Regions from separate parts of the Mus musculus genome. Here region 2 is linked to region 1. Evidence: chromatin contacts called from public Hi-C data. All regions are on one chromosome and are shown on one strand. The core of a region is the stretch at or near the end of the contact, and the rest is flanking DNA. Distances in the headings are between cores, read along the strand shown. Region 1 overlaps Ogt (O-linked N-acetylglucosamine (GlcNAc) transferase (UDP-N-acetylglucosamine:polypeptide-N-acetylglucosaminyl transferase)). Region 2 has its middle 25 kb from the start of Gm4779.

What was found. A called contact is a pair of places that touch in the nucleus more often than the background predicts.
Region 2: a contact with region 1 is called in a Hi-C map of bone marrow-derived macrophages, with 5 times the contacts expected there. The contact joins two enhancer-like sites. A contact is called at or near these places in 1 of 39 promoter capture datasets (hippocampal neurons), 3 of 15 datasets of contacts at CTCF or cohesin (CD8 T cells, embryonic stem cells and pro-B cells), 100 of 484 Hi-C or Micro-C datasets (the 3T3-L1 cell line, 3T3-L1-derived adipocytes, the 4T1 cell line and 71 more), 9 of 115 datasets of contacts at active chromatin or transcription factors (astrocytes, bone marrow-derived dendritic cells, cardiomyocytes and 3 more) and 2 of 9 other capture datasets (embryonic stem cells and liver).

What each region holds. Positions count from the first base shown.
Region 1 is chrX:101,679,164-101,686,459 of GRCm38.p6, reverse strand. Ogt (O-linked N-acetylglucosamine (GlcNAc) transferase (UDP-N-acetylglucosamine:polypeptide-N-acetylglucosaminyl transferase)) reads right to left here. Exons shown (of 22, transcript NM_139144.4): 21 at 7,113-7,236; 22 at 2,109-4,304. The coding sequence ends at 4,130. Among named protein-coding and RNA genes, the nearest start is that of Gm52429, 13 kb to the left of the region's middle. Within about 2 kb of position 3,644, at least 8 of the 459 cell types and tissues checked have an H3K27ac peak or open chromatin away from gene starts, as enhancers often do. A contact at or near this core is called in bone marrow-derived macrophages, where this site is marked.
Region 2 is chrX:101,765,782-101,773,077 of GRCm38.p6, reverse strand. It overlaps the pseudogene Tpt1-ps6. Among named protein-coding and RNA genes, the nearest start is that of Gm4779, 25 kb to the left of the region's middle. Within about 2 kb of position 2,842, at least 58 of the 459 cell types and tissues checked have an H3K27ac peak or open chromatin away from gene starts, as enhancers often do. A contact at or near this core is called in bone marrow-derived macrophages, where this site is marked.

The DNA of each region.
Region 1 (7,296 bases), core at 2,395-4,894:
GAGATTCCACCTCACACCAGTCAGAATGGCTAAGATCAAAAACTCAGGTGACAGCAGATGCTGGCGTGGATGTGGAGAAAGAGGAACACTCCTCTACTGCTGGTGGGATTGCAAGCTTGTACAACCACTCTGGAAGTCAGTCTGAAGGTTCCTCAGAAAATTGGACATAATACTACCGGAAGATCCAGCAATACCTCTCCTGGGCATATACCCAGAAGAAATTCCAACTGGTAATAAGAACACATGCTCCACTATGTTCATAGCAGCCTTATTTATAATAGCCAGAAGCTGGAAAGAACCCAGATGTCCCTCAACAGAGGAATGGATACAGAAAATGTGGTACATTTATACAACGGAATACTACTCAGCTATTAAAAACAATGGACTTATGAAATTCTTGGACAAATGGATGTATCTGGAGGGTATCATCCTTAGTGAGGTAACCCAATCACAAAAGAAGTCATTAGATATACACTCACTGATAAATGGATATTAGCCCAGAAACATAGAACACCCAAGATACAATTTGCAAAACACAAGAAAATCAAGAAGAGGGAAGACCAATGGGTGGGTGGATACTTCATTCCTATAGGGAACAAAATACCCATGAAAGGAGTTACAAAGTTTGGAGCTAAGACTATCTAGAGACTACCCCACCCAGGGATCCATCCTATAATCAGCCACCAAACCCAGACACTATTGCATATACCACAAAGATTTTGTTGAAGGGACCCTGTTATAGCTGTCTCGTATGAGGCTATGCCAGTGCCTGGCAAATACAGAAGTGGATGCTCATAGTCATAAGATGGAACACAGGGCCCTCAATGGAGAAGCTAGAGAAAGCACCCAAGGAGCTGAAGGGTTCTGAAACCCTCTAAGTGGAACAATATGAACTAACCAGTGCCCCCAGAGCTCATGTTTCTAGCTGCATATGTAGCAGATGGCCTAGTCGGCCATCACTGGGAAGAGAGGCCCCTTGGAATTGCAAACTTTATATGCCCCAATACAGGGGAATGCCAGGGCCAAGAAGTGGGAGTGGGTGGGTAGGGGAGCAGGGTGGAGGGAGGGTATAGGGAACTTTCAGGATAGTATTTGAAATGTATATAAAGAAAATATCTAATAATAAATAAATAAATAAATAAATAAATAAATAAATAAAAAAGAAAGAAAACAGCTGAAAGTTTACTTGAAACCACTATTTCCCTTGTTTTCAAGATAGTTTCTCTATGTAACAGTCCTAGCTGCCCTGGAGTTTTGCAGACCAGGCTAGCCCCAAACTCACAAAGTTTCGCCTGCTCCTGCCTCTGGAGTACTTGGATAAAAGGCAAGTGCCACTCTGCAGGGGTTGGGTTGGTTTTCTGAAGCCAGGCTTTGTATAGTCTTGGTCTTGTATAGTCACAAGTTCTACAACTAGCTCTGTAGACCAGGTTGGGCACCACCTGCTTCTTACTCCTGAGTGCTAGGCTTAAAGGCATTTACCACCCCACTCCCTTTTCACACATACATCCCACACTTTTTTTTAAATGTGTATGGGTTTTACCTGAATGTGTGTATATGCACCATGTTAATTTTAATTTTATAAGTACTTTACCTATATGTACACCTGTTCACCATGTGCATACCCAAGGAGGCCAAAAGAGGTGTCAGATCCCCTGGATCTGGAATAGTTTGCCAAGTAGATGTTGGGAACCGAACCTGGGGCCTCCGGAAGTGCACCCAGTGCTACCAACTGCTATGCAATCTCTCCAGTTCCAAATATTTCCCTTTTATGTTTCTGAAAAAGCTGGAAGCCAAAGTTGTGGCTGAGTTTGTACACAATAGAAAACAGTTCTGTCTGCAAATACCTAAAAAAAAACCAAGTCCATATAAAGAATGTACTACATAGGCTGGAGTTCCAGCTCCATATTAATATACTTGCTGGATATGCATAATCCTCAGAATGGGACTCTGTTTCTCCTTAGTGGATTATTTACCACCTCCAACCCTCCCATCACAAAGAAAATAATGTTAATTCCTAGTATCAACTTAAGGAAACACTTCTGGTTGGACTGTTTTGAGCAATTCAAGAATAGGTTTCAATATAATGAGACAAACTACACCAAGCCATGTTAAGGGGAAATCATCCATTTTATTGTTTAAAGATCGCAAGACAACATCTGAATTTCTGGAGCACAATTTTAAATGCTTTACTTTTTCAATAAAGCAGAGTATAATAGGAAAAAAAAAACAAATCAGTTTCCAGTAATATCTATTACTCTATTCAGAATTAGGTCTTCCACAGATAGGTTACCTGGAAATAAAAGCCTGTTACAATAAGCAAAGCTTTAACCGCAGTGGCTACTTTTTGTGTCGGAAAAAAAGTTCATCCCTATAGGAGGAATGATGTGCTATGTAAATGGCCACAGATCTCAGCCTCAGCGGCACTCCAAGTCTATTATCCAATCCCACATTTAGTAGTTCAGTGAATTCTGAAAATCAGTTTACCTGTAACCATGCTGGCAATCTTTTAACTGATATTTATTCAGTTAAAAAATAAATTAGGAAATCTCTTAACTGATGTTCCTTGATTTACATTACTAAAGTTACACAGTTCACACAATGCAATTCTGCTATCAGAATTACATGAGACTTCTTGCTTAGGTTTTAATTAGCAGTAAGAATCACAAATTCAAGTTCTTAATTATCAATAATTTGTCAGCTAAGGTACATTCAGGCAATAGCTGCAACTACAGAATAGGTGCACTGCCTAGGTGCTTTGGAAAGACTTAATCTACAGCACTACTAACAGACAAGACTTATCTGTGAGTGGAGAGTCTAAGTGCAGTAGAGCAGTATAAACATACTCATATATTTAAGCCTCAAGCCCTCCACCCTTTACGGAAATGCAACTGTTTTCTACCATGAAGAACTCAAGCTCCGCGAGGGCCAATGTTTAATTTGTAGTCCAAACCAAGTGGTGGTACAATTCCCTACCAAGGCCGAATCCATAGAGTTTGAAGCTAAGTCCAGACATTCTAACACAGTCTAAAAATAAAATAACTGCCTGTATAGAGATGCTTCTTCAGAGCGGTGAACACCATTTAAGGTACTGGAGAGAACTGTAATTTACTAACCAAACATTTGAATACTTATATACTTACCTGGGATTTCATTTCTGCTGAAAGAAATGGGAAGAACAGGACTCACTTTAAAAAAAAAACAAACTTTAGAAAGGAAGGTAAAAATCTTATCACACTATTACTTTTGGAAGCAGCATAGGAGGGGCAGTCAAGGGCTGAAACACTGGTGAAACAGGTAAAACTTAGGCAGAAAAAAACCCTATATTATTATCAATAACAGTACCACAACTGTGACCTTCATGATTAATATTCACTCCTAAGAATTTTCATTTGGCACCAGATGGCATGTTCGAGAGAAACACCCTGGGATGTCTGAAAGCAGACATGGGTTTGTTAGCAGTCACAGGAGAATTTAACGGGAGCTGGGGTGTGTAAAACAGGCTGAAAAGTCTTAAGTCATCATCTAAACAAAGCACTGACAGTGCCAAGCATTAGGTCAGACACTAAAATGACTGATATAGGCTCATGTGGTTTATAAAACCTATAAAAAGACTACACCAGCAAGGTCCCTGTCACCCTGTCAGAGTTCAGACACTAAAACAGGAAGCAACATTTTAGTTTAAAACCTCAGAAGAATCAAGATCACTTCACATGAGTAAAAATACCTGAAAGCAAACATTTTTAAAAGCTCCAAAACCCAAAATATAAAGAAAAAAAAAAGGATCAGAAGACTTGATCAATCCACGGCATCACAAAACGGCTGGTTAATCTCTATCTCCCCTCCACATTAAGCATCCCATGGAAGACCAAGGGAGACCAGACCTTCCAGACCTGTGCACCACCTGTTTGCTGCAAAACTCTAAGAGATTCCTTGTGGAATAGCATTTCTTCTTTCTTGTCTCTCCCTATCATGCAGGAAGTAAGTCTGAATGTGCTATTCTATTATCATTATATATCATCCGTCTGCAACACAGAACTACACAGATACACACAAAGCATGTTATCTAGTTCCCTTCCCCCAGAAGGTTGAGGCTCAGGTATAGGGCAATTCTCCTGTGCGCAGTCTTTATTCAGGCTGACTCGGTGACTTCAACAGGCTTAATCATGTGGTCAGGTTTGTTGCCAGCTGCATAATGCTCCCACATCTGCAGATAAAGTCGCTCTAATTCCATTGTGTATTGTTTGGTGTTGAACAGAGGGCTAGATATTCTCTGTTTCCAGACTTTGCCACGAATTTTCTTCAGGCTAGGTGGTAAAAACAAAGAGAACCAAATTTACAAATCAGAAAACTCAGCACCAGACCGAATAAACACTTAGTCACTTCTGTGGCAAAATATGACCAAAGTTATACTTTTTCCAATTAGCCTGTCAACTTAACACAAACTAAAGTCATCTGGGAAGAGGGAGCCTCAAGTGAAAAACTACGTCCATCAAACTTGTCTGTGGGCATGTCTGTGGGACACTTTCTTGATTAATGAGGAATGACCCAGGCCAGTGTGGGCAGTGACAGCTCTAGGCAGGAGCTCCTTTGTTGTATTTTCTGCTTCAGTTCTTGCTTCCAGGTTCTTGCCTTGGCATGCCTTCATGGTGGGCTGTGATATGGATACCTAAGCCAAATAAAACCTTTCCTCTCCAAGTTTATTTTGGTCATGAGGCTTGTCACAGAATCAGCAATTTATTGAAAGATGGCTGTCCATCAATTGGACTCGACTCAACCATATTCATATTGTTTCCTTTCAAAGAAAAAAGACCCTATGAGCTCTATTTGTGTACTTGGGCGTGTATGCATGTGTTTGTATGTGCACATAGAGCCCAGACCCAGATTATGGGTCACCATGCCCAGTCTAGAAATTCTTAAAATTCATTGAACACTTAATTAAGATTTGTAGACTTGTTTTTATCTTTTTATTATCTATTTTTTTTTTTTAGTTGAGACAAGGGTTCAATATTCTATAGTCTAGGCTTGCCTAAAACTTAAGGCAATCCTCCTGCCTCAGTCTCCCAAGTGCTGGGATTACAAGTATGTGCCACCAAGTCTGGCCCCATATATATATGTGTGTGTGTGTGTGTGTGTGTGTGTGTGTGTGTGTGGGTGGATGGATAGATTACCTCAAATATAAGTATTGGGCTGGTGAGATGGCTCAGTGAGTAAGGGTGTTTGTTAGCCTTAAAACCTGAGCTCCATCCTAGGAAGGCAAGTGATGGGAGAAGCAACTCCTGAAAGCTGTCCTGACTTGATTGTTTTGGTGTCGTGACCTGTGCTTATGTATGCCTATACATACAAACCACTAAGGCTCACTCTGTGGTCAAATGTTCGCCATACCTTAAAAAGTAGTATTAAATTATAATTAATGATACTTGCTCTGAAGTGTTATATCCTTATATCTACAGCTTACTTTAAAATGTATCCCAAAAGTGGGTGGTTCATTGAGAACATGAACAGTAAAAAAAGGTATACTACACCAAATAAAATGATATATAATAGCATGATCTAAGTAGTGGATAGAATAGTGATTACTGTAAAATTGGAATTTTCATAACTAAATGTTGAGATAAAAATATTTTATGAAGCCAGGCACAGTGATTCACACCTTTAATCCCAGCACTTGGGAGACAGAGGCAGGTGGATCTCTGAGTTCGAGGCCAGCCTGGGCTCCAGAGTGAGTTCCAGGACAGCCAGGACTACACAGAGAAACCCTGTGTCAAAAAGAAAGAAAGAAAGAAAAGAAAGAAAAGAAAGAAAAGAAAGAAAAGAAAGAAAAGAAAGAAAAGAAAGAAAAGAAAGAAAAGAAAGAAAAGAAAGAAAAGAAAGAAAAGAAAGAAAAGAAAGAAAGAAAGGAAAGAAAGAAAGAAAGAAAGAAAGAAAGAAAGAAAGAAAAAGAAAGAAAAAGAAAGAAAAAGAAAGAAAAAGAAAGAAAGAAAGAAAGAAAGAAAGGGAAAAGGGAAAAGGGAAAAGGGAAAAGGGAAAAGGGAAAAGGGAAAAGGGAAAAGGGAAAAGGGAAAAGGGAAAAGGGAAAAGGGAAAAGGGAAAAGGGAAAGGGAAAGGGAAGGAAAGGAAGGAAAGGAAGGAAAGGAAGGAAAGGAAAGGAAAGGAAAGGAAAGGAAAGGAAAGGAAAGGAAAGGAAAGGAAAGGAAAGGAAAGGAAAGGAAAGGAAGAGAGAGAGAGAGAGAGAGAAAGAAAGAAAGAAAGAAAGAAAGAAAGAAAGAAAGAAAGAAAGAAAGAAAGAGAAAAAGAAAGAAAGGAAGAAAAGGAAAAAAGAAAAAAAAGAGAAAAAAAGCCAGTACTCAAGGGAAACCATAATTTTATCTTAGTATGGTGGCATAGTCATAATCCTCAAATCTGGGAAGCCAAAGTAAGGAAAAACAAGTTCAAGGCCAACCTGAGCTAGGTCCTTTGCATGTATAATATGGTTGTATAACCTGGTGTTCTTGTGAGACAACAGGAGTGGGGTGTCTCTCACTCTTTTGCCTGTTCTGGGTTCATGCCTAGTCTTACTGTGCCATGTTCACAGAGAAGCAAATCTGGGGAAGACAGGACAGGGGACACAAGGACTGGCAGGAATGGAGTGAGGAGAAATTGTGTTCTGGATATACTGTAGGATAAAAATATACAAAAAGGTTTGGTTTGGTTTTCCCAGAGAGGGTTTCTCTGTGTAATAAAGCCCTTAAATATCCTGAACGTGCTCTACAGACCATGCTGGCCTGAAACTCATAGAGATCCAACACACAAACACCATAAAACAAAAAGCCTATTTCACTGAATGGGCTGAAGCCCCAATTACCTTAGTATGATCCCTCTAATTCTCACTTATTTTTAGGCAACTAAGGTTTTTTGGTTTTGTTTTTTAATTATCCTCCTGTGAAGAAGTATTAGGATCAAACATCTGACACTTTGGAAAGTTATTAAAATTTCGTGAATATTCCCTAAGAGTTTAGATCATGTCCTCCCCCAGGGAGCATACAACAATTTATCTATTTTGTATTATTGTTAATTTATGGCTTCACTTTAGCTACAGACTCAGATATATAGTTTGTTCCTGGCAGTTTACTTACTATTCTAGATCGGTTCCCAGTTTCACAGCTATGTCTTCATATTCCTGTCTGCTTTTAGCAATGAGCTCGAGACATCCTAGACAAGTAAGCTGAGAAGCTGCAACTCGAGAGGCAAGAGTCTCTCCTAGAAAGTAAAAAGATAGTAATTGTACATCTTAGAACTGTAAGTCACATAGTCGTCATT
Region 2 (7,296 bases), core at 1,593-4,092, 87 kb before region 1:
CCAGTTCATCTGTGTTAAGGGTACAGGTTTGTAACCTCAGCACTCCGGAGGAGAACAGGTTCCTAGCCAGACTGAGTTGCATAGTGAGACCCTAACACAACTCCCCAAAAAGAAAGAGACTGCTTAATGAGTACTGTGTCACCACTAAATAGCAAACTAAGTTCTAGTATCACAGTTGCATAACTGCAGTTAAAAATGCTAGAAGGAAGGATTTTGAATGTTTGCAAAACAATAAATGATATTATTCATTTCCTTGATTTTTATCATTATATATTGTTGTATGAATTATCAGTTTCCAGAGGCCAGTTGTGGTTGGCACATGCCTTTAACTCTGGGGGCGGAGGCAGGAGGATCTCTGTGAGGCCAGCTTGCTTTACATTTTGACTTCTTGGACGGCACAGCTACATAGTGTAACCCTGTCTCAAAAAAAAAAAAAAAAAAGAAGGAAAGAAAAGAAAAGAAGAGAAAAGAAAAGAAAAGAAAAGAAAAGAAAAGAAAAGAAAAGAAAAGAAAAGAAAAGAAAAGAGCCAGGCGTGGTGGTGCACGCCTTTAATCCCAGCACTTGGGAGGCAGAGGCAGGTGGATTTCTGAGTTTGAGGCCAGCCTGGTCTACAAAGTGAGTTCCAGGACAGCCAGGGCTATACAGAGAAACCTTGTCTCGAAAAAAAGAGAAAGAAAAAAGAAAAGAATGTCTTAAATTCATCTACACTTTAATACCATTTTGTTATTGTTTTGTCTGCGGTACTGGGGATTGAAAGCAAGACCTTGCACCTGTTAGACAAAAACTCCATTACTGAGTTGTCCCCAGCCAGCCTTGTAGTACTCTCCTGTGACCACCAGAGGGAAGTGTTGCTTAGACTGTTCCTTGGGAAATGAGAGGTTTTCAGTTCATCAAGCTAGAGTGGTTGGCTCTGAGGTGGGTTACTGGAACCAATTTAAAGGCGAGATGTGGTGGCATACGCCTTTAACTCCAGCACTTGGGAGGCAGAGGCAGGTGGATTTCTGAGTTCGAGGCCAGCCTGGTCTAAAAAGGGAGTTCCAGGACAGCCAGGGTTACACAGAGAAACCCTGTCTCAAAAAACCTAAATAAATAAGGCGAGAGTGGAAGGTGATGGTGGCAGTCATTGTTATGATGCTGCCTCTTGATTGCTCTTTTGACACTTCAAAACGCGAGCCTCCTACTTCCACTTCTCTTATGACAACTTTTTGTTCTCTCTATGCAGAAACTGAGTCTAGTGATTGCTGAGCCAGGGGTGAGGTCTCCTCAGACAGAGACAGCAGCAGGTGGATGTGTGGACTCATTTAGGGCTTTATTGTTTATGGGGAAACGAAGCTACAGGATTTTTTTTCTGGAATATAAGCTTCCAGACCAGTCCTACAGTTAGTCTTTCTGGCTTTTGCTGTCAGTGCTGTAGGTGAAGGCTCCAACTGATGTGCAAAGTTAACAGGGAAGGTAGGGAGAAAGTGTGATTACTTATTAATTCAGTTGATGAAATGAAAAGGACTTCTCTGGGACCATCCCCCTTTGCCTAAAGATAAATAGCATTTCCTGTTGTAATCGCCACTTCATTCTCTCACCCCATCTTTTAGAAATCGAGCTACTAAAAGCCAGGGCTGTACCCCAGTGGGTAGGGTGCTTGCTCAGTGCGCATGACAACCTCGTTTTGATCCCCAGTACAGAATAACCTGGAAATGGTGGTGCATCCCTATAATCTCAGCGCTCCGGAGGTACAGGCAGGGGAATCACAAGTTCATGGTCCTCTCCAGCTCTATAGTGAGTCTGAGACCAGTCTGGGATACGTGTGATACATGAGACTCTTTGCCCCTCCAAAAGGAAGAGGGCAGCAAAGGTTGCTCAGTGGGTAAGGGCCTTGGCCACACAAACCTGGTCACCTGAGTTCCATCACCAATACTTAAATGTGGAGAAGAGAACTGACCTCCATACACACCCTGTGAGCACACATATATACAATTAATATTTCTTTTGAAATAAAAGGAAATTGAGTTTCTGTAAGTCTGAGTTTCTGTAAGTCACCCCCCTTTAGAATGGGTAGTGAGTGGAGCACAAATAAAGAACCATTTTTCTCCATGACTCCTGTTGTAGAATCATGGAAGCATAAACTATTAGAGCTTAAAACACAGAGGGAATTGAATTGGCCAGCTTCTGAGTAGTGTGCAAACTTGGAGTGTACGAGCCAGAGGGACAGTTCATATCCAGACCACCAAACGGTTTCAGCTCCAGTGGAACAAACTCTGCTGCAAAGAAGCCACTTCACCCACTCACACTCAAGCCCTGTGCTGACCAACAGCAAAATTCGTGCTATCCACCAGCTGTCACCTGGTTTTCCCTAGGGACTGTTTGAGGTAAAGAAACAGCCACCTGCTTTACCCCCCCCCATGCCTCCCCTCCCCCATCCAGGACCTGTAGTATGCTGGGATACTTGTCTTATGCTATTCTAAAGTTCTTGGCAGTCCTAACAGATGATGGGGTGAGGGAAGTGACTACAGGATGAAGAATCAGGAAAGCTATTTCCTTTTTGACCTGCTGCAGCTCATTTCCCCTTTCAGAACCTTCGTTTCTGCATCTGTGAAAAGAGGAAGATGGCCTAAGGCGGTGGCTCTCAAGCTGGGGGCTGTGTACTTCCTGAAAATCTGTAGAGGTGTACGAGGTGATGCAGGAGTCTCCTGGGCAGTGCAGAGCCTTCATGGACATCTCACAGAGGTTCTTTTATGGTCAAAGTGTGTCTCCAAAACTAAGCTATGAAAGCTCTAGCTTCTAATGTGGAGACAGAGCTTTTAGAAAAGTAATTTACGAGGGCAGAGACCTGCTCCAAATATGACTGGCATAAGTAGAAATAGCAGGTTGCACTGAGTGGTACACAAGTGCAATCCCAGCACTTAGAAGGTGGCACCAAGAGGATCCAGGGTTCAAGAACAGTTTCTTGGGGTTGGGGGAAGGAGATAACCATCCATAATCCAAGAAGTGGGCCTTCACCAGGACCCAAATTTGCTTGATCATTGTCAGAAAATTAATGTCTGTTGTTTAAGTCACCCAGCCTGTGGTAATTTATTATGGCATCCCAACAAATTAATATACTCCCTGTAACTCAAAAAGATTCAGAGCTGTTGAGCCTGCTGGGCTCCAGAAATCACGGGCATCCACGTTTTACTGCAGTACAGCCCCAGATATTTTTCAGACTCCTTGAGCTTTTAGCTTTTCTCTTCCATCACTATGATCACACTGTGTATACAAATCTGTTTTCTTTCTTCTGCTCAGAATTGTGCAACATATTTAGTGTTGTGACTGTACCTTCTGGTACAGTCATGTGTTGCTTTGTGACCAGGATCCATTGTGAGGCATGTGTGATTAGGCAATTTGGACATTGTGCAATTATTAAAGCAAACACCTCCACAAACTAGGAGAGCTACAGCATCGTTAGGCATTGTACTCTAATGGGAACAGTGTCATACAGGAAGTCCATTGTTGACCAAAACACAGTTATGTAGCACGTGTCTGTACTTACATAACAGAATCTGATGCTACCATGTGCTAGCTGTATGCCAGCAAGTAAGCACATGTTTATGCCTTGTGTATAAAAATCAGGATAATTAATATGAAAATAAAAGAGCTGCCAAAGCAAACCTATGCTATATTAGCAATCCAGGAAGTGTCATAATACCTGACCTAATATACTATAGACAAGCTGGTGATATCGCTCGGTGGGAAGTGTTTGCCTAGAATGCAGGAAGACAGGGTTTGATCCCCAGTACTAAGTGAAGCAGGCATAGTGGCTCATACTTGTTTTTTTTTTTTTTTAAAGTGGATTTAAATGCACTTTATTTTTAGACAACCCACATGACATGGTTTTTTTCCTTAAAAAAACAATGCCACCACTCCAAATAAATCACGGTCAAAAAAAAAAAGCTCAAGATGACATCAGTCCCATTTGTCCTAAGTCCTGGTGTTGTATGGATGGTAAGCAGCAGCCAATTATGGTGACAGGTGATAGATCCAATTTGTTAACATTTCTCCATCTCTAAGCCATCCTTAAAGAAAATCATGAATGGAGTCACACCATCTTCACGGTAGTCCAGGAGAGCAACCATACCATCTGGATGGTTTCATGTTTTCACCAATAAAAAACTGGTAGTTCTTGAAATTAGCAAGGATGTGCTTAATCTGCTCTGCAGCTCCAGTCATAAAAGGCTTTACTCTTTCTGGGTTCTGCTCTTCAAGTTTGCCTTTGAGTGATTTCATGTAGTCTTTGATGTACTTTTTGTAGGCCTCTTTTGTGAAGCTGGTTTCTTGTAAGTGATGGTTCATGACAATGTCAACACCGGTGACTACTGTACTTTCAATACCTTCGCCCTCCGGACCTTCAGCGGAAGCATTTCCACCGATGAGCGAGTCATCGATGGCACCCTCTGTTCTACTGACCATCTTGCCCTCCACCTCCAGGCACAGCCCGTCCGCGATCTCCCGGATCTTGTAGATGTCGGAGAACAGCTCGTCATGGCTGATGAGGTCCCGGTAGACGATCATGGTGACAGTTGGGGACTGCGGCGCTAGCCTGACAGTGCGGAAGCGTGGCTCATACTTGTTATCCAGCACTCAGTGAGTAGAGACAGAAGGATCAGAAGTTCAAGGGCATCCTCAGCTACATTGTATATTGGAGGCCAGTAAGGGATGCATCAAGCAGATCCTATTTTTAAAAGTGTGTGTGTGTGTGTGTGCGCGTGTGCGAGCGCATACATGCACTCTACAGGGCCTGGTGTGGTGACACACACCTATAATCCCAGCACTTGGGAGTGGAGGCAGAAGGATCGATTCAGGGCCAGCTTCAGTTACCTAGTGAGTTTGTAGCCAGCCTGGGCTATTTGATACATTGACATGCTTCTGCACCGCATAAGAAACAACAAAATAAACAGCCTACAAATAGAGGAAAAATATTTTCCAGATACTTACCTGGAAGACAATTTATATCATTATTATTAAGACTAATAATTTTTTTAAAGCCAGTTCTGATGGCGCAAGCCTGTAATCCCAGCTACATAGGGGGCTAAGCAGGAAAATTGGTCAGTATACACATGAAAAATGTTTGTAACCCTGCCGTTGGGGAAGTTCAAATCAAAGCTGCAGGCAGCATGGCATGGGGATACAGACAGTTGGTAGAGCTCTTGTCTGGCACGCTTGAGTCCCTGGGTTCAAAATCTAAAACCAAAACAAAAGTACACTGAACTGGGTTAATGGCCCACACCTGTAATCTCCAGACATGGAGGCTGAGACAGCAGGAGGGGTTTTTTTTTTCTTATGTACAGAAGGAAGTGGGTAAAGGACAGAAAAGTCGAAGGGAAAATGCTAGAGCAGGAGAAAAGGATAGAAACAGGAAAAGGGTGGGGAAGGAAGCCAACAGTAAGTGAAGTGAATGTGATTCGGTTGTCAGGCTTGGAGGTGGGTTCCTTTAACTTGCTGAGCAATTTTGCTGGCCTAAAAAAATAATAATAGAAAAAAATCGTGGTGACGCATGTCTTAATCCCAGCACTCAAGGGGTGGAGGCAAGAGAATCATTTGAAGTACAAGGCCGTTTGAAGTACGTAGCAAATAGACCCTTTTTCAAAACCACAAAAAGAAAAAAAGACGTGAGCAGGCATTAAGTAGGTCGAGAAGTCATAGAGACCATGCTTTGAAGTTAAAGGAAAGATGAGTCAACCATAGAATATTTTCCTGAGTGGAGAGCTGAGGATGAAGGAGCTCTGAGTGTATTCAGCACTGCAGAGAAGAAGATGGTGGGAAAAGTACCCAAGACAAAAGATGAATGGTCTCTGAAGCAAGCCTGGAGCAGGAACTGGGGGTAGGAGCTGGGGTGACAGTCATTGAGAAAGGGAAAAGATGACTCCTTGGCCACAGCAGGAGGCTCAGGAGAGAGGCAGATGGCTTCTCTGATAATAAAGGTGACCTATAGGAGGAAACTACTTTTTCTCCTACAAATTTGCAAGGCATGGCAGAAGGGGGCTCTCCAGGCCTCCTGGAGAGCATGCAGAGAAAGGCATGTAGGAATGCCAGGTGACCCAGAGCACCTTGACAAAGCTGGCCTGGGATACTGACTTGGCAGAGACGGGGTGGAGACAAGATGGTCTGGGGGAACAAGGATGGCTTGAACTGAAACAGAGGACAGGGTGAATTTGGTGGACTGAAGAGAAGTGAATGAACTAGCTGGGGTTAAGCTCAGAAAAGAGGGTTTCCACATACAAAATCTTGAAATTGAAACTATGGTTGAGTAGAGGTGGTACCACCCTGGAGTCAATTAAAGGTGTATGGTGAAAGACAGTCAAAATGGAAGTTACTGAAAAAGTTAGGAAGCAGTTAGGTTTCCTATGATCCCCATTGCATACCTTGGAAACAAGATGGTGTAAGTAGCCAAATGTCACAAAGCTAGGAACTGCTGGACTTGAAATTTGAGCCCAGATCTGTGCATTAAATATCCCGTTGACAGTGTCACAGAAGGAACATGGTGCTGTTACCAGTGGTTAGGGTGTAAGACTAGATGTTCCCAGGTTCTTGTCCTCTTATCAAAAAAAAAACCGCCTTAAAATAAGGTTTCATACACATATGCAAAAGAATCAGATAGCTTTATTATAGAGAGATGTTCTGTCAAGTCTGACTGTGGGCCACATGACTGAGAATATTCAGTGGCACCAATTATTGTTTGCTATATCCTTTTATGGAGCTCAAGAGAAAGAGGTGGTTACTAAACGGGGGTGTTTTGGGTGGTTCTCTATTATAATTGATAGATTACAACATAATTCATTTTTCATGTTGTACATGTCCTTGCCCATTATATGTCTGATTTTAATAATATGTATGCCACTTGTATATAGACATAACATAGTAAATAGTATACTCCCTCCAAAATGACACTTGAAAACCATACTTCTTACCAGTTCAGGCCAGATCAGCCCTTCTGTTCCTGTACCTAACTACAACAGGAATACACCTGAGCAGAAACTAAATCTGATTGTTACTAGGAGTGGAGAAATCTGTATTATTGTTCAGAGACCAGATGTGTGTAGGAAGATGCAGGTGGTGCGAGAGGATGCTGCTGTTGCTAGGTGCCCTGTTTGGAGAGGAGTGTGTGAAGAAGCTCTTGGGTTTGCCTGCCTCTGTGTTTTGCTATCTGTGAGGAAAGTAACAGGGACAGGGTAAAAGGACTACAAGCAGAGAGGACAGTGCCCTGAAGGGAATTAAACATGAAATTAGTTTAAATTTACATTGGCAAGGATATGAGTTAAGTTCCT